Regions from separate parts of the Xenopus laevis genome. Here region 2 is linked to region 1. Evidence: chromatin contacts called from public Hi-C data. All regions are on one chromosome and are shown on one strand. The core of a region is the stretch at or near the end of the contact, and the rest is flanking DNA. Distances in the headings are between cores, read along the strand shown. Region 1 overlaps ccny.L (cyclin-Y). Region 2 holds the start of ccny.L (cyclin-Y).

The links. A called contact is a pair of places that touch in the nucleus more often than the background predicts.
Region 2: a contact with region 1 is called in a Hi-C map of the XTC cell line, with 3 times the contacts expected there. The contact joins the promoter of ccny.L here to the enhancer-like site in region 1. A contact is called at or near these places in 2 of 4 Hi-C or Micro-C datasets (the XL177 cell line and the XTC cell line).

Annotation. Positions count from the first base shown.
Region 1 is chr6L:20,376,051-20,380,574 of Xenopus_laevis_v10.1, reverse strand. The region is part of intron 1 of ccny.L (cyclin-Y); the gene reads left to right. Among protein-coding and RNA genes, the nearest start is that of ccny.L, 57 kb to the left of the region's middle. Within about 2 kb of position 1,649, at least 1 of the 7 cell types and tissues checked has an H3K27ac peak or open chromatin away from gene starts, as enhancers often do.
Region 2 is chr6L:20,432,724-20,437,332 of Xenopus_laevis_v10.1, reverse strand. It overlaps ccny.L (cyclin-Y), which reads left to right and starts at 2,093. Exons shown (of 10, transcript XM_018267164.2): 1 at 2,093-2,645. The coding sequence starts at 2,492.

The DNA of each region.
Region 1 (4,524 bases), core at 400-2,899:
TCTTTCTGTTCAGGCCTCTCCTATTCATATTCCAGTCTATCATACTAAAAGTTAACTCAAAGGTGAACAACCTCTTTAAGGGCACAGCTGGCAGGGGGTACGTATTTATGTGTTTTTATGCAGGAAAACAGTAGGAATTGGGATTTAAATTAACTTGTTCGATACCAGATTCTGATTAGTATCTGACGAGTGTTATGCTTCATTGCCTTATAAATAAAACTGTGCCTTTATCTCTTTGATATAACTGAGAATGGTGCCTCCTCCCTCCCGATTAAAGGACCAAGCACTGAACTACCATCTCACACTGACACCCCAAGTGAATTTCACTTGACTTGTTCTTTAAGGCACACACTTGTAGCGATCATGCGATGGAGAGCATACGAGGGGCCCTGCATGTTATGACCTCCTTTCTATTGTTTTATACGAAATTAGTGGTGCATGTATGGTCAGCTTTAGGTGTGGAGGTGAAGGATACCTTAATCCACATAGCTGAGCTAATAATACTAAAGTGACAAAGGGAGTTAACTCCATGTCTTAGCCCTGCAATACAATGCACTTATTGACAGCATACACAAGAATTTCCTCTGGAAATAGAGAGAGGCAATTCCATTGCAGGAGTCTCTCTTGGGACTAAGTAAGTCAATAGACATGGACATTGCAGGGGCAATATAAACAATTGCTGTAATCTTCCGTCCGCAGGCCACTCACAATTTGGATCTCAAACCTGAATTGTCAAACAATGAGCATTTCCCTCCTGTCAAGCGAGCAGATGAAAGAAATATGAGTGTGCATACGTGCTGAATCATTCATCCTACAGGAATACGGCACACACAGTCTGCCAACGTTCAATCCCTGTACTATACCTAGGGAAAGCCTGGCACTGGGATGGCATACAAACCTTAATGTGCTTATTGTCATAGTTGCCAGGGATGAGCAGAAATAAATGCTTTCTTTTATTACTACACGGACATTGTTAGTAAATATATAGTTTCTGGCATTTGAAGGTTCTATCTTCTCTGGAGATTTTACCAATTTAAGTATGTTTTTTTTTGTTTTTTTTGCTTGAATAAATGTGCCCAGGTGTGGGTACATGGTCATTCTTCAATCATCTACCATTGGAGTCCCGTGGGCTGGATGTTATCCTCCAAGAGATTTTTATGGACAATATCTCCACAGGTCCCTTTGTATGACATCATTGCTTATGATAATCTGGACCAAAACATGTGAAAAAATTGGCCCACAGCATGCTAATAATCTTGGGCAGCTCTAGGTAAAGTGTTCTTCATAGTTCAGGGTAGTAATTTGCAGCAGAGTTGCAACACAGGAAGCTTAATGGCTGGTGGAGGTCCATGAAGATTGATAGTTCTTCTATACACATGGAACTCCAGCAGCCTCCTGACTGAGTACAGTAAGCTAGATTGTCTTTGACAAGATGTATTGGGGCCCTACATTTATTTTGCTGTAGGGCCCATGACTTCTTAGTTCTTAGGTGATCACATCTTCAGATAGGGACAACCAGCCTCATCCTGATCCTGCTCAATACTGATCACTTGGGGGTGGTGGCTGAACGGGGTCCCAGAAGAGGTGTGGCTGGGGGGGGGGGCAGGGGTGGTGTGGGGGGCAGGGGTGGTGTGGGGGGGCAGGGGTGGTGTGGGGGCCCTGAGGCTGCATGCGTGATGGGCACTGGGCCCCCAGTCTGGCGCTGTTTGCGTTCCTGTCCAATAATTTTCATCTTGCTTGTTGGGGTATACTTGATCCATGCTTTCAAGCTCACTGACTGTAGAAATGTCATCCCAAGTATAATCTGAATTTTATTGTTAGATTCATGTGTATATTGCCCCTGTGAAGGAAGGTTCTTCTGTATGTATAGTTGGCCTAGTTTCTGCAAAATGTGCCTTAACCAACAGTGCTTCTATTCTAACAGTGCTATCAGTTCTAAACGTATTTCTTTCTCTAAAATAAATCCTAGCCTTGACTTTATCTCTCATTAGCTGTGTATAAAGTATATGTCTGCCTCTACCCATAGCAAGCAATCAGATCTCTTCTTTCATTAAGTTTTGGTCTCAATTGGTTGCTATAGGCAACTGCTCTGGTCCAATTTAGCCAAGTATTTTCCAAGGGCTGCTGATTTCTTCATCGATCTCGGTGGTTCCCCAGCACGCAGCCAAACAGAGTGCAATTAATTTATATTCAGTCCAACATGAAATTATTGACTTCAGGTAAATTGTTTTTAGAAATTATTAACTGGGTTCTTTGCCTTTAAGTTAACACTTAGGGGGGTTATTTACTAAACTCAGCATGCAAAAATCACGAAAAACTTGTGAATTTCTTTTTACAAGATAAGACTAAAAAAAATCACACATTTTTTTAAATTTATTAAACCCCGAGCATGGAAAAGTTCGATTCTGAAAATCCGGCATCTCAGAAATGTCAAGGTTGCATATAAATCAATGGGAAAAGTCCCAATAATTTTTTGATGTATGCTGGGTTTCCTGCAATACCTCTGAGTTTTTGAGCAAAAATCCAAAAAAGTCATGAAAATCAGATGAAAGTACAAAAAAAATCATGAAAATTGGATGAAAAATCGGAAAAATCATGAAAATCGGATGAAAAATCCAAAAACAAAAACTCATAAAAATCTGATTTTATTCCCCTGCAAAGCAAATTTTCGGGAAAATGTAATAAATAAGAGTAAAAAAACCGAGCGGATTTGATCAGAGTTTGTAGCTGAAAATATTTAGATAAATTCGGACTTTGATAAATAACCCCCTTAAGTTTTATATAGAATGACCAATTCTAAGCAGCTTTTCAATTGGTCTTCATTATTCCTTTTTTATAGTTTTTGAATTATTTGCCGCCTTCTAACTCTTTCCAGCTTTCAAATGGGGGTCACTGACCCATCTAAAAATCAAATGCTCTGTAAGGCTACACATTTATTGTTATCGCTACTGTTTATTGCTCATCTTTCTATTCAAGCCCCTCTCCTATTCACATTCCAGTCTCTTATCCAAATCAATGCATGGGGTAATTTGGACTGGATTGCTGAAACTGCAAACTGGAGAGCTGCTGAATAACTCAAAAACCACAAATAAAAAATGAAAACCAATTGATTCCGAAAATCACTCTCTATGTCATACGAAAAGTTTCAAATTCAAAGGTGAAGAACCCCTTTAAAATGGAGTGTTGCCACTCTTGAGGTCATGATAAGAGCTGAAATGTATAATCTAGCGAATAATGAGCCTCCTACACGCAGTAACTGACATTACGTGACATTACGTATTAAGTACCAGGTACTGTTTTTTTATTATTACAGAGAAAAAGGGTAATCATTTTTAGAAATCTGAATTATATGATTAAAATGGAGTCTATGGGGACATGGACATCCCATAATTCAGAGCTTTCTGGATAACGGGTTTCCGGATTACGGATCCCATACCTGTAATATATTTCGGCCTATAACAATAACTGATAGCATTACAAATTAACTACTCGGTTAAAATGGTTATTATTTGAAATGTGCCAGCTGCCAAACTGAATTCAGAGACATAACCTGTTCTGTTCATTTCCGTTACATTTAATTAAATTTCCGCCAGTTCTCAATGCAGAATATCTAGTTTAGTGTGAAAGCTCTAATTAAGGGATTTTACATCCCGGCCCTCGTCTGTTTATTGTAATGGTTACATAACCACAGACCATTCTTAAAAACACATTAGCCAAATAAACGATTTATGTTATTACAAACAGGTTTCAAACTGACATTAATCCAAAGGAAAAAAGTAAAGTCAATTAGGGGTTTTGGCTTGTCACATGCTTAACCACAGCAGCACTTTCATCATGGGAGAAGAGCTACATGAAAAGAACAGACAGCACGGTGCATTGCTTCTGATTTATTTGATGAGACCTCTTGTCTCTGTTTCATTTTACTGAGACCGTTCTAGTTTAGTCCGAGCCTTAAAGGAGAACTACTGCTCAACACATAATTAAGCTAGAACCTTACATCTTGACTTTTGAACCGCTTTAAAGGTATTGTTCACATTTGAGATAACTTTTAGTATGATGTAGAGAGTTTGAGATATACTGAGACAATTTGCAATTGGTTTTCATTTTTATTATTTGTGGTTTTTGAGTTATTTAGCTTTTTATTCAGCAGCTCTCCAGTTTGCATTTTCACCAATCTGGTTGCTAGGGTCAAAATTACTCTAGCAACCATGCACTGATTTGAATGAGAGACTGGAATATGAACAGGAGATGCCTGAATAGAATGAGTAAAAAAAAAAAGTAGCAATAACCATATATGTGTAGCCTTACAGAGCATTTTCAAAAATCTGAATTATTTGTATAAAATGCAGTCTGTGGGAGATGGCCATTCCGTAATTCAGAGCTTTCTGCATAACTGGTTTCCGGATAATGGATCCCGTATCTGTATTTACAAAAATTGTGTCGTCCCTCTTACAGGTTTTGTGTCTGGGGGCTGGAAGGGTAAAGCTGGCTGAGCAATGAGCATAATAAGCTAACACTTTACAG
Region 2 (4,609 bases), core at 844-3,343, 56 kb before region 1:
CCGAGGGCTCCTTTTGATCGTATTACAAATTTACCGGCAGTTACATTGCCGATAAATTTGTAATACCGGCCCCGGCCTTGGCAGGTATTTTACCGGCTAGGCCGGTAAAATACCGGCCGGGTGGCAACCCTACTGGCAGGGCAAGAAAAATACAGGAGCGGCATATGTGGAGGATTGTGAGAATGGTTACAGAGAACCGAAAGATCATCTCCAAAGACCTGCAAGAACATCTTGCTGCAGATGGTGTATCTGTACATCATTCTACACTTCAGCACAATTTGCACAAAGAACATCTGTATGAGAAAGAAGCGCTTTCTGCAAACGCGTACCTACTGTCAAATTTGGTGGAAGTTCTATCATGCTGTGGGGCTAGTTCAGGGACTGGGGCCCTTGTTAAAGTCAAGGGTCGGATGAATTCAAACCAATATCAACAAATTCTTCAGGATAATGTTCAAGCTTCAGTCACAAAGTTGAAGTTACACAAGGATTGGATATTCCAGCAAGACAAAAACACATTTGGATCTACAAAGGCATTTATGCAGAGGGAGAAGTACAATATTCTGGAATGGCCGCCACAGTCCCCCGACTTGAATATCATTGAAAATCTATGGGATGATTTGAAGCAGGCTGTCGATGCTCAGCAGCCATCAAATTTAACTGAACTGGAGAGATTTTGTATGGACGAATGGTCAAAAATACCCCCATCCAGAATCCAGACACTCATCAAAGGCTATAGGAGGCGTCTAGAAGCTGTTACATTTGCAAAGGGAGGCTCAACTAAGTATTGATGTAATATCTCTGTTGGGGTGCCCAAATTTATGCACCTGTCTAATTTTGTTATAATGCATATTGGATATTTTCTATTAATCCAATAAACTTTATGTCACTGCTGAAATACTACTGTTTCCATAAGGCATGTTATATATTAAAATTCAGTTGCTACTTTGAAAGCTCAGCCAATAATAAACTCCAAAGAATTAAGAGGGGTTCCCAAACTTTTTCCCTAGGGCCCAAAGATCGGATCCTAACGAACGGGAACGGGCGGTCAGATCACGGAAACGCATCAACGAACAGATGCGGCCGCGATCCGACGGAATTTTTAGTCGTCCCATCCGATCGAGATCTGGCCGACTTTCGGCCAAATCGCGATCGGGGAAGCCCGTCGGGGGCCCCCATACACGGGCCAATAAGCTGCCGACTTGGTCTGTCGGCAGCTTTTATAGGCCCTTGTATGGCCACCTTAAGGCGGCTCCTTCGACAGGATCGGCGATGACTTTGGGTGACCCACTTATCAAAACTGTAGGTAGGTGGCATTTGCTGATAAAACTACTATGATAATGCAGGGGGATATGTATTAAAAAGAGACATTTGTAAACAGTAGGGATGCACCAAATCCAGGATTCAGTTCGGGATTCGGTCTTTTTCAGCAGGTTCTGGATTTGGCCGAATCCTTCTGCCCGTCCGAACCGAATTTGCATATGCAAATTAGGGGCAAGGAGGGAAATCACGTGACTTTTAGTCGCAAAACAAGGAAGTAAAAAAATGTTCCCCTTCCCGCCCCTAATTTGCATATAAAAATTCGGATTTGGTTCTGTATTCAACCTAATTTTTTGCGAAGGCTTCGGGGTTCGACCGAATCCAAAATAGTGCATCCCCAGTAAACAGTGCGTAACTACTAGGGTTTCCACCTTTTCCGGAAAAAAATACTATATATTTATCTTTTTTCCCTATTAATAACATTGGGATCAACCATCATTTTTACCGGCCAGGTGTCAACCCTAGCGCTTACAATCTAGATGGGCAGTGGCTTTTCCAATCCCAAATGTAACAGAAAAGTAAGAATCAGACAAAGACACTTGATCTCATTTGTAACTCCCTGCAGGCGCCAGCTGAGCTGGGTGACTTTATTTACGTCACGTGTGTGTGTGTAAAATACTCCTCCAAGAAAAGTATCAGTGAATTGCGATGTTAAAAAAAATATATATAAAAGCAGAGCAGTAACATGACAGCGGTCCGCTTTAGTTCACTCCCACACACTCGCTTCCTTATAAACCACTCCTGTCTAAACGGAACCTACTTTTCGTTGTCAGCGGAAGCATTTCGCAGCGCGCCGCACCGGGTAGGGAGGGCCGTGTGTCGCTGCTGGTTTGCCAGTTCAGGGGCGGAGCTTGAGGCGAGGGCGGGGTTGCTGCTTGTGCTGCTGTTCCAGGGCTATGCAAGGAGACTGATGAGGAGGCAGCGGGCTGGGGAGATGCCTGGATCCTGCTTCCAGCACTGGGCACTATGGAATAGAAGGGGCGCTGCCTGCTGACCCCTTTGCACTCGCTTTCCCTTCCCCTATGGAGAGGGGTTTTTAGCAGCTGGATTGGGCTGCTCCCCACCCGGGGAACCTGCAGTCTGTGCTCCCATTCCTCATTAACAGAGAGAGGAGAGACTGGGGGAGCCGTAGGAGATTGAGATCCGAGGGGGGCGGCGACGCTGAAGCCTCACCATGGGGAACACCACGTCGTGCTGTGTGTCCTCCAGTCCCAAGCTGCGCAGAAATGCCCACTCCCGGCTGGAGTCGTACCGGCCCGAGCAGGACATGAGCAGAGAGGACACTGGATGTAACCTGCAGCACATCAGTGACCGGGAGAATGTAGATGGTATTGTTATAATTGTTATATTGTTATAATTGCACTGGGGGTGGGCTTAGCACTGGCATATCATTGTAGGCTACAGAGGCATCCCATAATCACAGACTCCATGCATTATCTGATTAGCATACGTACAAAGAACACTTAGATTGCAAGCTCTATGGGACAGGCGCCTACTTCCTCCTGTCTCAGCACTTCTATATAGAATGGAGCAGAATTGTTGTGTTTCTTATATCTCTATTTTTTTTTTTTTTACAGTGCTGCCTAAACAAATCCCATTATATCCGTATATATTGTTGAACTCCAACCCTACGCACCCCCCCCCCGCTGACAGCCGAAGGCTATTAGCTGTCCCTAACCACCCCTCCCTGTGCATGGGTTTATTGTGACTTGTCAGTAGAGATGAATGGGGATGTGAGGGGCATGACTTGTGTGAAAGTTGGCAAATGCTCTGGGATTGCCCGTGGGATTTGTGTGGATCCCAGTGATGGACTTGTTTCATTGTCTGCTGCGAGGCCTTGCACCATGTGATCTGTCAATAACTAAACGGGTGCCATAGGGTGACACTATTGGGTTGGATCCTTTGTGCTCAGCAGCCCACCCAGCTGTGTCTGTGACATATGGACATACTGTGCTCACCTAAGTTTGCTCTTCATCTTCCTTGTTTGTGTGCCCTTCACCTGTACCCATTGGTACTGACCCATCTCCTGCTAAGGTTTAGTGGCCTTTCTAGTTTTCTACCTTCTTAACTAGACGTTACTGGGCCCCACAGCAAATTAGTTTTAGGGCCCCCGACCTATCCGGAGGCTGTCCTTTTTTTTTTTACCAACATATGTGGAAATTGTTCATTAATTAGTAGGGAGGCACCAAATCCACTATTTTGGATTCGGCCAAACCCTGAATCCTTCGAAATATTTGGCCGGATACCCAATCCGAATCCTAATTTGCATATGCAATTTAGGGGGGAAAGGGGAAACATTTTTTACTCCCTTGTTTTGCGACTCATGCAATTAACCTCCCTGCCCCTAATTTGCATATGCAAATTAGGATTAGGTTCGGCCGAATCAGAATCCTGCTGAAAAAGGCCGAATCCAAATATGCAAATTAGGGGTGGGAAGGGGAAACCATTTTTTACTTACTTGTTTTGTTACAAAAAGTCATGCGATTTTTCCCTCCCGCCCCTAATTCGCATATGCAAATTAGGATTAGGTTCGGCCGGGCATAAGGATTCGACCGAATCTGAATCCTGCTGAAAAAGGCCAAATCCCGAACTCTGTGCATCCCCATTAATTAGGGCCTCTTTGGGCCCCCCTATACTTCCTGGGCCCCCCTGCAGCCGCAGGGTCTGCTTCCTCTGTAGTTACACCCCTGCTTCTGTTCATATCCAGTGCCTACTCGGCATTGCTCAGCAGTGATAAAGAAGGGGTTTTTATGCAAATTACAATATTATTATCTTTTATTTATATGCCACCAACCATTTACACAGATTTTATTAGAGCTAATTTCTACAATCTAAGATCCACGTCATATTCACTACAGTCAGTTTTAGCCGCCAACTTGTCTGTTTGCTTTGGAAATGACAAAGAGGGAAGCAATGAAGCCTCCTGGGCAATATACGGAGTCACTGCAGATTATGCTAATGCAGGAATGGAATCTAGAACCCGGCTGTGCCGGGTAACCTTTTTTTCTTATTCTGGTAATTGTTTTTGATGATGGGTACCCCGCCGGTCATGGGGGCCCTACTTTAGTTGTGACTTGTACACTAGACTGCTTGCTGTATATGAGTAAGGATCTTTAAAGGACAGGTAGGTGTAAACAGGGGGGAGGTGCCAAACCGTTAACCTACCTGATACCACAGTTCAATGGTTCTGTTTGATAAAACCTGCACCGGTTTCCCCCAATTGGAATGTGGTCTCTATTAGCTTGAACCTCTGTTGGGGAAAAAAAAAAAATCAGTTTACAGGTGCCTATTA